Regions from separate parts of the Zea mays genome. Here region 2 is linked to region 1. Evidence: chromatin contacts called from public Hi-C data. All regions are on one chromosome and are shown on one strand. Each heading gives the region's core, a stretch centred on a gene start, on an enhancer-like site or on the middle of the called end of the contact. The rest is flanking DNA. Distances are from core to core; before and after follow the strand shown. Region 1 holds the start of LOC100277158. Region 2 holds the start of LOC100381811 (phytochromeB2).

The links. Hi-C and Micro-C count contacts between places; a contact is called where the count stands out from the background.
Region 2: a Hi-C map of tassel shows a contact between it and region 1, with 3 times the contacts expected there. The contact joins the promoter of LOC100381811 here to the promoter of LOC100277158 in region 1. A contact is called at or near these places in 2 of 25 Hi-C or Micro-C datasets (ear and tassel).

The regions. Positions count from the first base shown.
Region 1 is chr9:140,760,218-140,766,136 of Zm-B73-REFERENCE-NAM-5.0, reverse strand. LOC100277158 reads left to right here and starts at 3,654. Exons shown (of 5, transcript NM_001350252.1): 1 at 3,654-4,011; 2 at 4,129-4,259; 3 at 4,568-4,813; 4 at 4,911-5,166; 5 at 5,252-5,671. The coding sequence starts at 3,747. The coding sequence ends at 5,475.
Region 2 is chr9:141,026,918-141,032,400 of Zm-B73-REFERENCE-NAM-5.0, reverse strand. LOC100381811 (phytochromeB2) reads left to right here and starts at 3,832. Exons shown (of 4, transcript NM_001174606.1): 1 at 3,832-5,483. The coding sequence starts at 3,832.

The DNA.
Region 1 (5,919 bases), core at 2,405-4,904:
TCCGCGGACGATCCGGGTGTGAGCCCATTGCCTTCTTGGGTCGACCCATTTCAATTGTAGTCTTTGCCCGGCCCACGATGAGACGACCTTGCGGGGCGACTTGTTTGTGGCCCCACACAAGGGTTTTCGCCTTCTACTGGACATGGGGATATCTGTTCCCCACAGAATCCTAACTCGGATTGATCTGAAATTAGAGTGGGCGTTAGGGTTGTTGATTGGCCTTGGAGTCAAAAACCCACCAGAACACCAATATAATGAGGGGTGAGGCGCGCTTAGGGTTAACCCTAATTCGTGACCAACAAACCAGCAGTCACACCCCTCTGGCCCTCGTCAAGCCATTGTCGCGAACCTAGCAGTTTGGTACGTGGCACTTCTTCCCTGTACGTGTGGATACCTCGGAGGTGCTGCATATGGAGCACTAGGACGAACTGCGCAAGGACATGAAGGACACCGATGACTGCTCGACGCGTACGTCTACATCAAGATGACTTTCGCTGCCCTGTGCATCTAGTAGTAATTACATGACCTATAACAGTAGTAGTTCTTGGTTTATGGGGTCGTAAATTTTGTTTTGCGCTATTGTAGCCTCCCCATAATCCTCCAATAGTATCGGAGCTAGGTTATGCATAGTTTTTTGGTCTGGATCTAGGTTTATGAGATGGATCTACTTGATGCATGGTTAGATTAGATCAATTGGTTATAATGGATTGAAGTAGATCACATTGGATATGACCGAAGAGATCATTTCGTCCTTCTCTGTTATGTGCGTGACTTGCCCCGACCGGCTAGAATCGCCATCAGGGCTAACTATATACACAACCATCAGATTGACGTAACGAATCGACGTCATTAGTGTAATCTTCTTCTAGTCAAAAGTCTCAGATTTGGGTTGATTTGATCAATCACATGGGATTTCTGGTGCAAATTCCATACGTACGATGCATGGAATCCTGTAAGGTTTAAACTTCGCAAAACCCAGACATTTGAGGGTATGATAAATATATATGTATAAAATATGAAGCAAAATATATTTATAATGAGTCTTTGACATATATAGAATCTATACCATTGTATAATCCACTAGAATAAACTTTGCAAAACCCACTCAACCAAATCACCCTTACACCCGTAACAAACTGCACACAAAATTAAACACCATCAAAAAAAATGGTTCAGATCACTAGATAACCCCTCTCTCTTACTCACTCAAATATAATGGACAATATTATTTGGATCATCACGTATCCCTTATCTCTCCCCTCTCCCTCCACTGTGACCATGCTGCCAAGGAAGCCTATTCCTGTCAAAAGGCAATTTAAAAATGTCGCTGCCCCAAAGTCGAAACTGAATCACCTGCGATGCAAGGATGTAGAAGAGCAAGGCAGGTAGGGTGTAAATTATATAGATAGTATCCGTATGTATTCGAACTCAGTTCGTCTAAGAGGGCTGAGATACAATTTGTAACTGAGTCCGAGTACTCATCCATATTCTTATTCTTAAAGTTGGATATTTATGATATCGATATCTATTTAAATTTTATCCAGCACAACTTGATAATATTCATATCCGATTTGAATTCAAAGAGAAAATATAAAAATAAATATGAAACGACTAATATACGTATGTATCTAACCCGATTACACCTTTGAATGTAGGCCACCTGCGAGGCAGCTTTGAATACCGTTGTTCTTTATACTCACACATTCTTACATTTTATTTCAAACTCTACTTTATAAACTGTAGTCTACAGTGCAAAATACTGTGTTTTTATCTGCTCGCTATAGCCTTAGAAAAACGAAAGTGATGTTTTACGCTACACTGGCCATTGGTACGGGCGTAACGCGTATGGGTCGCGTGCTTGGCTCGCTGCTCCGTTTCGAGAACAGGGGTCAGGGATTCAATTTTCTTTAATTACATGTGCAGTAAAGAAGCTAGTAGTAGTGTAGAAGCACTACCGTGGACCACGGCGCAAGTGCAGCAACTTGCATCGAGCATTATGCCGCGAGCCAGTAAATGGCATCCCTGCAATATTCAAACCTGCGTTTGATTTCCAAGACAATAAGTTATAATAAGATCGTGACCAGTAGATATGTAGTACACGCAGTCACCGAAACAACAGCCGGGCATCTGCTGCTTCGGATCATGTCCGATCCAGGCCTCCACGGCTCGAGACCAGGCTGGCGACGCCGCCCTACGCTCCAGAAATGTGAAATGGAATGAATGCTGCCATCTAGCCATGCACGGACGCTCCTAAGACTATCTCCAGCTGTATTCTATCTCACTTCTTGCTTCAAACTCCATCCTACAAATAGTAGTGTATTACACTTGCACACGGCACACCCATATGAGCGTCTTACTGGAGTTGGCCTAAATACATTTCGGACCCACACAATAATACAAGACCGGTGCCAGCGACGCTCCGACGCTCGATTATGGCAGGATATCGAGCCACCTCGGCTTGGTTCGGTAGAGTTTGAACTTGCTCGTTAAAGTAACGAGCCGAGACAGAGAACCAGCTCAACTCTGCTAGTTTGTGAGCTTGAATTGACTTGTTTAGCTCAGGGCCCACCCCAAAAAAAACAATATACATCTATATAAAAATATAATCAATTATTAGTTAAATGTAAACTAATTTAACACTACAAAAGAATAATAATACTCACAATTTCACATACCACATCAATCCAATATCAAATTAATAAAAGTGATCACTTATTAGTTCATCCAGCACTTACTTTGTTTTTCTAACAAATGATTGCTCGTTCAAGCTAACAAGATAGCTCGAGCTGGCTCATTTCGATTCAGTCGCTTTGAAACCTTTCGAAGTATAAACGTTTACGGACTTACTCAACGAGCAATCTCCATAACATCTCGAGACCCTATCAATCTGGGATAAGTATTCTTCGACGGTTTTATCCCATCCACCATCACCGAGAGAAAGTTTCTGCTCGTCCTCATGGTCTAATAACCCCCCAACCTCTCCTTCCTTTCCATTATGCCCCTCCTCCATATCCATACCAACCGAGTGTTGATGCTCCTCTTTCTATTACTAACCTCCAACGACCAACGCGCCACCTTCTAGCACTGATAAAGCCCCTTCCATCGATGCTTGTCCTCCACAACCCTTCACAGTTTCACTTATTAAATTATCATCACCCATCTCAAATTTAACATATAAGATTGCTCTGTATACAAAAGAACACCTTCCACCACTTTCACCCTGTTCGAAGGGTGTTCTTTGCAAAATATACAAAACAACTAAAAAAATGGTAGATCTAATATGGATAGTGATGATTTAATATGAGCACAAAATATGTTTCTATTTTCTACCATGGAACATACCCGATGCACATAGGAATCTGGTGCATATAATGCATATATTAAATCCCATTATATATTCCTCCCTGCAACATTTTGATGGTGGGCTGAAGTATGTGTGTTATGTACACTAAACTCTTATATACACTAGATATGTTTCTCCCTTCAACTCTTTGGTTGCGGCCTGCGGGCTATGAGCTGGAGTATGTACATCATGTACACTAAACTCTCGTATACATTAGATATGTGTATATGTTTCTCTTAGACTCCATGTTTGTCGCGCTATATAAGTAGGCAAGCTTTTCTTAACCTCGACATCAACATCCTCCTCCACCCGAACCAATCTTGTAGCATTTCCTTCCGCTGCGAACACCCAAACGGCAGCTTTCTACTAGGGGAAGAGAAACGTTTTCTTGTCTCAACGATCGATGCGTCGACCGCACGAGCAGCTGCCTAGATTGGCGTCAGGTCTCGCTCTACTGGCCTGCCTCGCCGTGCTCGCTCGTTCTCGCGTTGCCGGCGCTGGTGGCATGCCGGCGACCTTCATCTTCGGCGACTCGCTCGTGGACGCCGGCAACAACAACTACATCGTCTCCCTGTCGAAGGCCAACTTCCCCCCGAACGGCATCGACTTCTTGGGCCACCAGCCCACCGGCCGGTACACGAACGGCCGGACCATCGTCGACATTCTAGGTGCCATGCGCACTCAGTCTCTTTGCCTGATCTTTGGTGTCGCCCGTGCATTGCATTGCTCGCCAGAATGCATCCTGAACATCTCCACCCTTTCCCTTCCTTTGGACCATGTTTCAGGGCAAGAGATGGGACTGGGAGGGTTCGTGCCGCCGTACATGGCCCCGGAGACCACGGGCGACGCCGTGATGAGAGGCGTCAACTACGCGTCCGGCGGCGGAGGGATCCTCAACGAAACCGGCAGTATCTTCGTCAGTACATGGCCTTCCACTGGAACTGTTGTGTGAAATCCTCGTGCTAGTCTAGCAGCAGTACTACGTACCACAAACATGTGTTTTACCCCCCAACGCTTAGCTAGCTTGTTCCCGCGTAACTTCGGATCATCGCGTCTGCGTGAGTTAGTTCTTCTCTTTTGCGTGAAACACAGAGCTATCAATTAAGTAACGAATCTACAAAAAGGAATCGATTTTAAATTTAAAAAGAAAAGAAATCATTTTGAATGGGAGACACAGGCAGACAGTACGGTTGCCTTGCCTTAACAAAAGCTGTTGCTTGACAGGGTGGGCGCCTGAATCTGGACGCCCAGATCGACAACTACGCGAACAGCCGCCACGACCTGATGGCGCGGCACGGGGAGGTGGAAGCGGTGAGCCTGCTGCGGGGCGCGCTCTTCTCGGTCACCATAGGCTCCAACGACTTCATCAACAACTACCTCACGCCCATCTTCTCCGTGCCGGAGCGCGCCACGACGCCGCCGGTCGCCTTCATCAGCGCCATGATCGCCAAGTACCGCCAACAGCTCACCGTAAGTTCCTCGCTAGCTTGCAGCTGCGCCTGGGCAGTCGTCGTCAGGCATCTCGCAATGCCACGCCTTGTAATTCGCTCTGCTGTGTGCGTTGCAGAGGCTGTACCTCCTGGATGCCCGCAAGATCGTGGTGGCGAACGTGGGGCCGATCGGCTGCATCCCGTACCAGCGCGAGACGAACCCGTCGGCCGGCACGGCCTGCGCCGAGTTCCCGAACCGGCTGGCGCGGGCATTCAACCGGCGGCTCAGGGCCCTGGTGGACGAGCTGAGCGCCGCCCTCCCCGGCTCGCGCTTCGTCTACGCCGACGTCTACCGCATCTTCTCCGACATCATCGCCAACTACGGATCCCACGGTAACGTGAAGAAATTAATCGGGCTACTCGAGCGGCTCTAGCCTAGAATCACATGGGTATTCGGATTCTTGCTGTGCTCGTGCAGGGTTCGAGGTGGCGGACTCGGCGTGCTGCTACGTCGGCGGGCGGTTCGGCGGGCTGCTGCCGTGCGGGCCGACGTCGCTGTACTGCGCGGACAGGTCAAAGTATGTGTTCTGGGACCCCTACCACCCCAGCGAGGCGGCCAACGCGCTCATCGCCCGCCGGATCCTCGACGGCGGACCCATGGACATCTCGCCGGTCAACGTACGCCAGCTCATCGTCACTTGAGTTCAACCGTTGGATCACCAGCCGGTGCTACGGCTCAGCGCTACATATTGATTTGCATTCACTTTTTCCGAAAAGAGATTAGTTTGCCTTTTTTCAACAAAAAAAAGAGATCAGTTTGGGGTGATTCAAACTCCGGTGTAACATCATTTTTCGTGTTTAGATAGCTAGTAGTAGGCAGTAGCACAGTATCTTATCTCGTGCGCGTTGTTCTATTTTTATCTCTGTGCCGTGCGTTCTAGTTCACCATTTGAACTCTTGAGACGTGAACTTATGAAATGTTTTAGGGGTTGTTTGGATACATCAACTAATTTTAGGGGTGTTTGTTTTCTAGGGACAAAAATATAGTTAGTTAGAATTGTCAAACACCCTCTATTTTAGTCCTAAATTGTCAAATACGTAAACTACTGTATTTGATAATTTAGAGATTAAAATAAAATAAAATGT
Region 2 (5,483 bases), core at 2,583-5,082, 270 kb before region 1:
TTAAAAGGACGGATCGGACATACATACAAACACCGAAACACGGGGGCGGTGGTTGGCTGGTTGCCGCATCGCGGCCTTGGGGCGTCGCCGTCGCGGGGGGCGGCCGCTTTCGTCCCGTCCTGCCCCTGCTCCGCCCGCTTTCTCCACTCCCTTTCCCCAAAGGCCAAAGCAAAACAGTGCGGTGCGGCTGTGGTCTATGGGTACGAGGCCAATGAATGCGCAATGGCTATCCACTATCCAGTTTGCGAAACCGAGTAGCTCTGGTTTGGAGTTTAACACAGCTGGGTTTAAGGTTTAGAGAATCATAATATATATCATGGAATCAGCTTTTCTGGTGATGCTGGCCGGCAGAAGCTGCTGGTGACTATCAAACATTCAGCTTTTTAATATATTTCTATAATAATTGATTGGTGAAAATCATTCAAAATTAATGTTAACATATATTTGGTTATATTTGGTTGAGTCATCGTGATAGAAGGAATCCGTCACTTTTTAAAACCTAAACCATATGCACAAATTTATCTTCTTTCCGCATGTTATCTCTACGATATCCAGATTATCTTCACATTTAGACGAAAAGCTCGTAACAAACCGAAATAAACAGGCATGATACGTTATCAATTACAATTCAAATCTTATCTCTACTATATTTGTGAAAATCGTCGTGCGTCTCGCCATCGTACGCGAAATGACCTTCGAACCCATCATCACCACCTGCTATATAATGGCCTTCGAACCCATCATCACCACCTGCTAGATAGAAGCCTCGTGTCTCAACAACTACAGCCCAAGCTCAATTTGTGTTATAAAATATAAGATATATTTACAAAGTGTACAGATAAAATATATAACAGTTGCATCCAATGTACGGTGCACGGATACCTAACTAGTACAATGTGATCAAGGAGTGTGCGGAGCGAACGTGCTTAACGCTACGCGTCAGGGCTAAGACAGCTACTGTGTCTATATTTGAAGTAAAAAATAATAATACTTCATCCATTTCAATTTATACTTCTTTCAACTTTTTTACTCTAAATTTGACTGAATTCAAAGTTTTTCTTAATTATCATTAATTTTACTATGACATCATTTAACATATAACATATTTTAGGTATAACTTTGATTTTTTTATTTCTTTTTAAAAAAGATGAGCCTATCAAACTTGGCACAAAAATGTAAACGAATTATAAATTAGGACACGAAGAAAATAGTGTTGGTGTTGTAATTTAGCAAGGAATACTCATATTGTGGTCTTATTTTTGCTAATGTCAGTGGGGTATTTTTTACGAGTGACAATATAGAGATATTCAAATAAACAATTTTGTCGATGCAGAGGTGGCGACGATGTGGCGGTATTTGTACACAACATTTGCTTTGTCTTGGTCTCAGTCTCTTTCGTATAAGTTTTTTTTTTTGCAAAAGTGTTGCACACACGACAACAACGTTAGAGGTTGGTGCTTTATACTAGTAGAGAAGGACATATGTAAGGGCGTAATTTACTTTCTAACTACCTTTTCTGAGGGCTAGTTTGAAAACTCCATTTTTTATTTTTATTGTTTCAAGTGAAATTAATTTATTTCTTTTTGGAAAAATATAAATTTCTTGAAAAATAGAGTTTTCAAACTAGTTCTAATCATAAGTTATTTTGTCTAAAACATTTTTTTTCTGAAAGAATATATATAAAAAGATTTATACATTGTAAAAGCACTTTTCATAATAAAATTAGCAACGCCAAATTATATAAAAGGTATGGATATCTGTTGTCAAGATTGGATACGGTCGTGCTTCTTACATTTAAATAGTAAAAATAATACAATTATGTATAATGAGAATCCAAATTATGGTTGTCAGGGCCGTGCCAGTAAAAATCGAGGCCCCGTACGAAATTATTGAATAGAGGCTCTTATCACAAAATCACTAAAATATAAATTTATAAAAACATAAATGCTGTAATGTATTATATAGAAATGGAATTTATGAAAATTATACCTATTAAACTCTTGGTTATATAAATTTTACTTGAACAATTTTATTTTCTTTGTGTTCCTTGCAATAGATTCTTAATGGTATGATCATATTCAATCTTATCCAACAATCCACTCTCAAAGCTTTTAGTAACCGGAATCATATTTTCAAAGACCAATTGGTCAAAGACATGGCATCGATAATTGGATCTTAAAATACTACAATATTTAATATACATATATACAAGATAAATAGAATAATCAATAAATTATTTTACTAACAAAGTTAGCAAATAAATATACATGTATACAGTAGGATGTTAGAGGTACCTTATGATTTGAACACTTTATTTCCTAAATATCAAGACACAAAGCAAGTGACGGAGGGAGATCGTTGTTGCCGCGTTGGCTGTCTACCGCTGGACGACGAACGAGTGTAGTGTAGACGGTAGAATCACGCTGTGCGCTGGTGGCAGGCGAAACAAATGTCTGTGATCGTCGCCCATCAGGCAGCAGGCGAAACAAGGTCACGTCGAACGATAGGAGAAATGATTAAAGAAAGATATATTGTGTCCGTCTAGCAGGCTGCACGCGGCAGGATTTACATTCTAGTTCCTAATAATCTAATTAGAATTACTAATAGATCATACACGGAAAGTTAGGGCCCCAAATAAATGGGGGGCCTGTTCAGCCAAACAGGATGCACCGGCTTGTGCACGGGCCTGATGGTTGTCAACTCTACACCGATATTCCTATTCACCTAGCCAACTAAGCATATATATCTTTGTATTTTATATTCGACACTTAGAAAATATTTTGAAGCACACCGATTTTAAAAAAAACCAAATTCTGTCTCCCGTTTTTTAGAAACTGATTTATGAAAATAAGTTTGGTGGAGATGTTTGAAACTCAATTTCTAAGAAATCGGTTTCTAGTTTTTTCTATACACAATTATCAACATATCTTTTCTCTATTTTTATAAGTGGTGTCAATAGATGTAAATTCTATGAAATCAATGAGAGCGTGATGCAATTAAACAAACACAAGCTAGTTTTAGTTAGAGGAGAGTAGCTTCTTGGTTTTTAAGAACTTGAGAATTTATTTTCTATAAATCAGTTTTTTTAAAATTATGTGCTTCCAAACAACACCATAAATATAAATAGAAATCATAGCAACGTACTAGCAATAAGTAGAAACTATAGTAACCTACAAACACTTTACTATTTAACTTATAGCAAATGTAAATGGATTTATACACGGGAACGGAGGAGTACCCGACGCAAGACTGGTCATTGGATCTTTAAAAAAAAGAAGAATAAATAAAGAAAAAGGAAGCACAATCCCCGTCTTCAGCGGTTAGCTACAAGCCTACAAAGGCGAAAGTATCCGCATCCACTTCAGGCCCCAGCGCGAGCGCAATCCATTCCAGACCTGAACCCCTGCCGAGCCCCGATCCCCTAGTACCATCCCCATCACAGCCATCGTCATCGGCGCATCGCCTCGCGCGCAATATCCTTGGCTCCACGCCCCCCACTTTACATCCCCACTTCTTTATTGGAACAATTGGATCTATACCATTAAAAGATCCAAACTTTAGATATATACCATGGACCCCACGTGTTATTAACTCATGTGGACCCACATGTAAGTGAGATAGTAATGGTATAGATCTAAATTGGTGATCTTTTAATGGTATGGATCCAAATTTTTCTTCTTTATTTTATCCTCGTGAATCAATGAGCGCAGCGAGGAACGGTGAAGCAAAGCTAAGGTATCGGACGAACACATAGGGGGCGAGCGAGCCGACTGACGAGCACAAGACCGGCGGACGGGGCCGCCTAATCCAGTGAGAGCTCCCCCAAGCGCCATGGCGTCGGACAGTCGCCCCCCCAAGCGCTCCCCCTCCGCGCGACGCGTGGCGCCGCGTCACGCGCACCACCACCACTCGCAGTCGTCGGGCGGGAGCACGTCCCGCGCAGGCGCGGGAGGAGGTGGCGGGGGCGCTGCGGCCACGGAGTCGGTCTCCAAGGCCGTCGCTCAGTACAACCTAGACGCGCGGCTCCACGCGGTGTTCGAGCAGTCGGGCGCGTCGGGCCGCAGCTTCGACTACTCCCAGTCGCTGCGCGCGCCGCCCACGCCGTCCTCCGAGCAGCAGATCGCCGCCTACCTCTCACGCATCCAGCGCGGCGGCCACATCCAGCCCTTGGGCTGCACGCTCGCCGTCGCCGACGACTCCTCCTTCCGCCTCCTCGCCTTCTCTGAGAACGCCGCCGACCTGCTCGACCTGTCGCCGCACCACTCCGTTCCCTCGCTCGACTCCGTGGCGCTGCCCCCTGTTTCCCTTGGTGCCGACGCACGCCTCTACTTCTCCCCCTCGTCCGCGGTCCTGCTGGAGCGCGCCTTCGCCGCGCGCGAGATATCGCTGCTCAACCCGCTATGGATCCACTCCAGGGCCTCCTCCAAGCCGTTCTACGCCATCCTCCACCGCATCGACGTCGGCGTCGTCATCGACCTCGAGCCCGCACGCACCGAGGACCCCGCTCTCTCCATCGCCGGCGCAGTCCAGTCCCAGAAACTCGCGGTCCGCGCCATCTCCCGCCTCCAGGCGCTACCCGGCGGGGACGTCAAGCTCCTATGCGACACAGTCGTGGAGCATGTTCGCGAGCTCACTGGTTACGACCGTGTCATGGTGTACAAGTTCCATGAAGACGAGCACGGGGAAGTTGTCGCAGAGAGCCGGCGCGATAACCTTGAGCCTTACCTCGGATTGCATTATCCCGCCACAGATATCCCCCAGGCGTCGCGGTTCCTGTTCCAGCAGAACCGCGTGCGAATGATCGCAGACTGCCATGCCATCCCGGTGAGAGTCATACAAGATCCTGGGCTGTCGCAGCAGCTGTGTTTGGTAGGCTCCACGCTACGCGCTCCGCACGGGTGCCATGCACAGTACATGGCGAACATGGGGTCAATTGCGTCGCTTGTTATGGCAGTCATCATTAGCAGTGGTGGTGACGACGAGCGAACAGGTCGGGGTGCCATCTCCTCATCAATGAAGTTGTGGGGGTTAGTGGTGTGCCACCATACATCACCACGGTGTATCCCTTTTCCATTGAGGTATGCTTGCGAGTTTCTCATGCAGGCATTTGGGCTGCAGCTCAACATGGAGTTGCAGCTTGCGCACCAGCTGTCAGAGAAGCACATTTTGCGAACTCAGACGCTATTGTGTGACATGCTACTGCGAGATTCACCAGCTGGCATCATCACGCAGAGCCCCAGCGTCATGGACCTTGTGAAGTGCGATGGGGCTGCACTGTATTATCGTGGGAAGTACTACCCATTGGGTGTCACTCCCACCGAGTCTCAGATTAAGGATATTATCGAGTGGTTGACGGTGTGTCATGGGGACTCAACAGGGCTCAGCACAGATAGCCTTGCTGATGCAGGCTACCTTGGTGCTGTTGCATTAGGGGATGCTGTGTGTGGAATGGCGGTGGCTTATATAACACCAAGTGATTACTT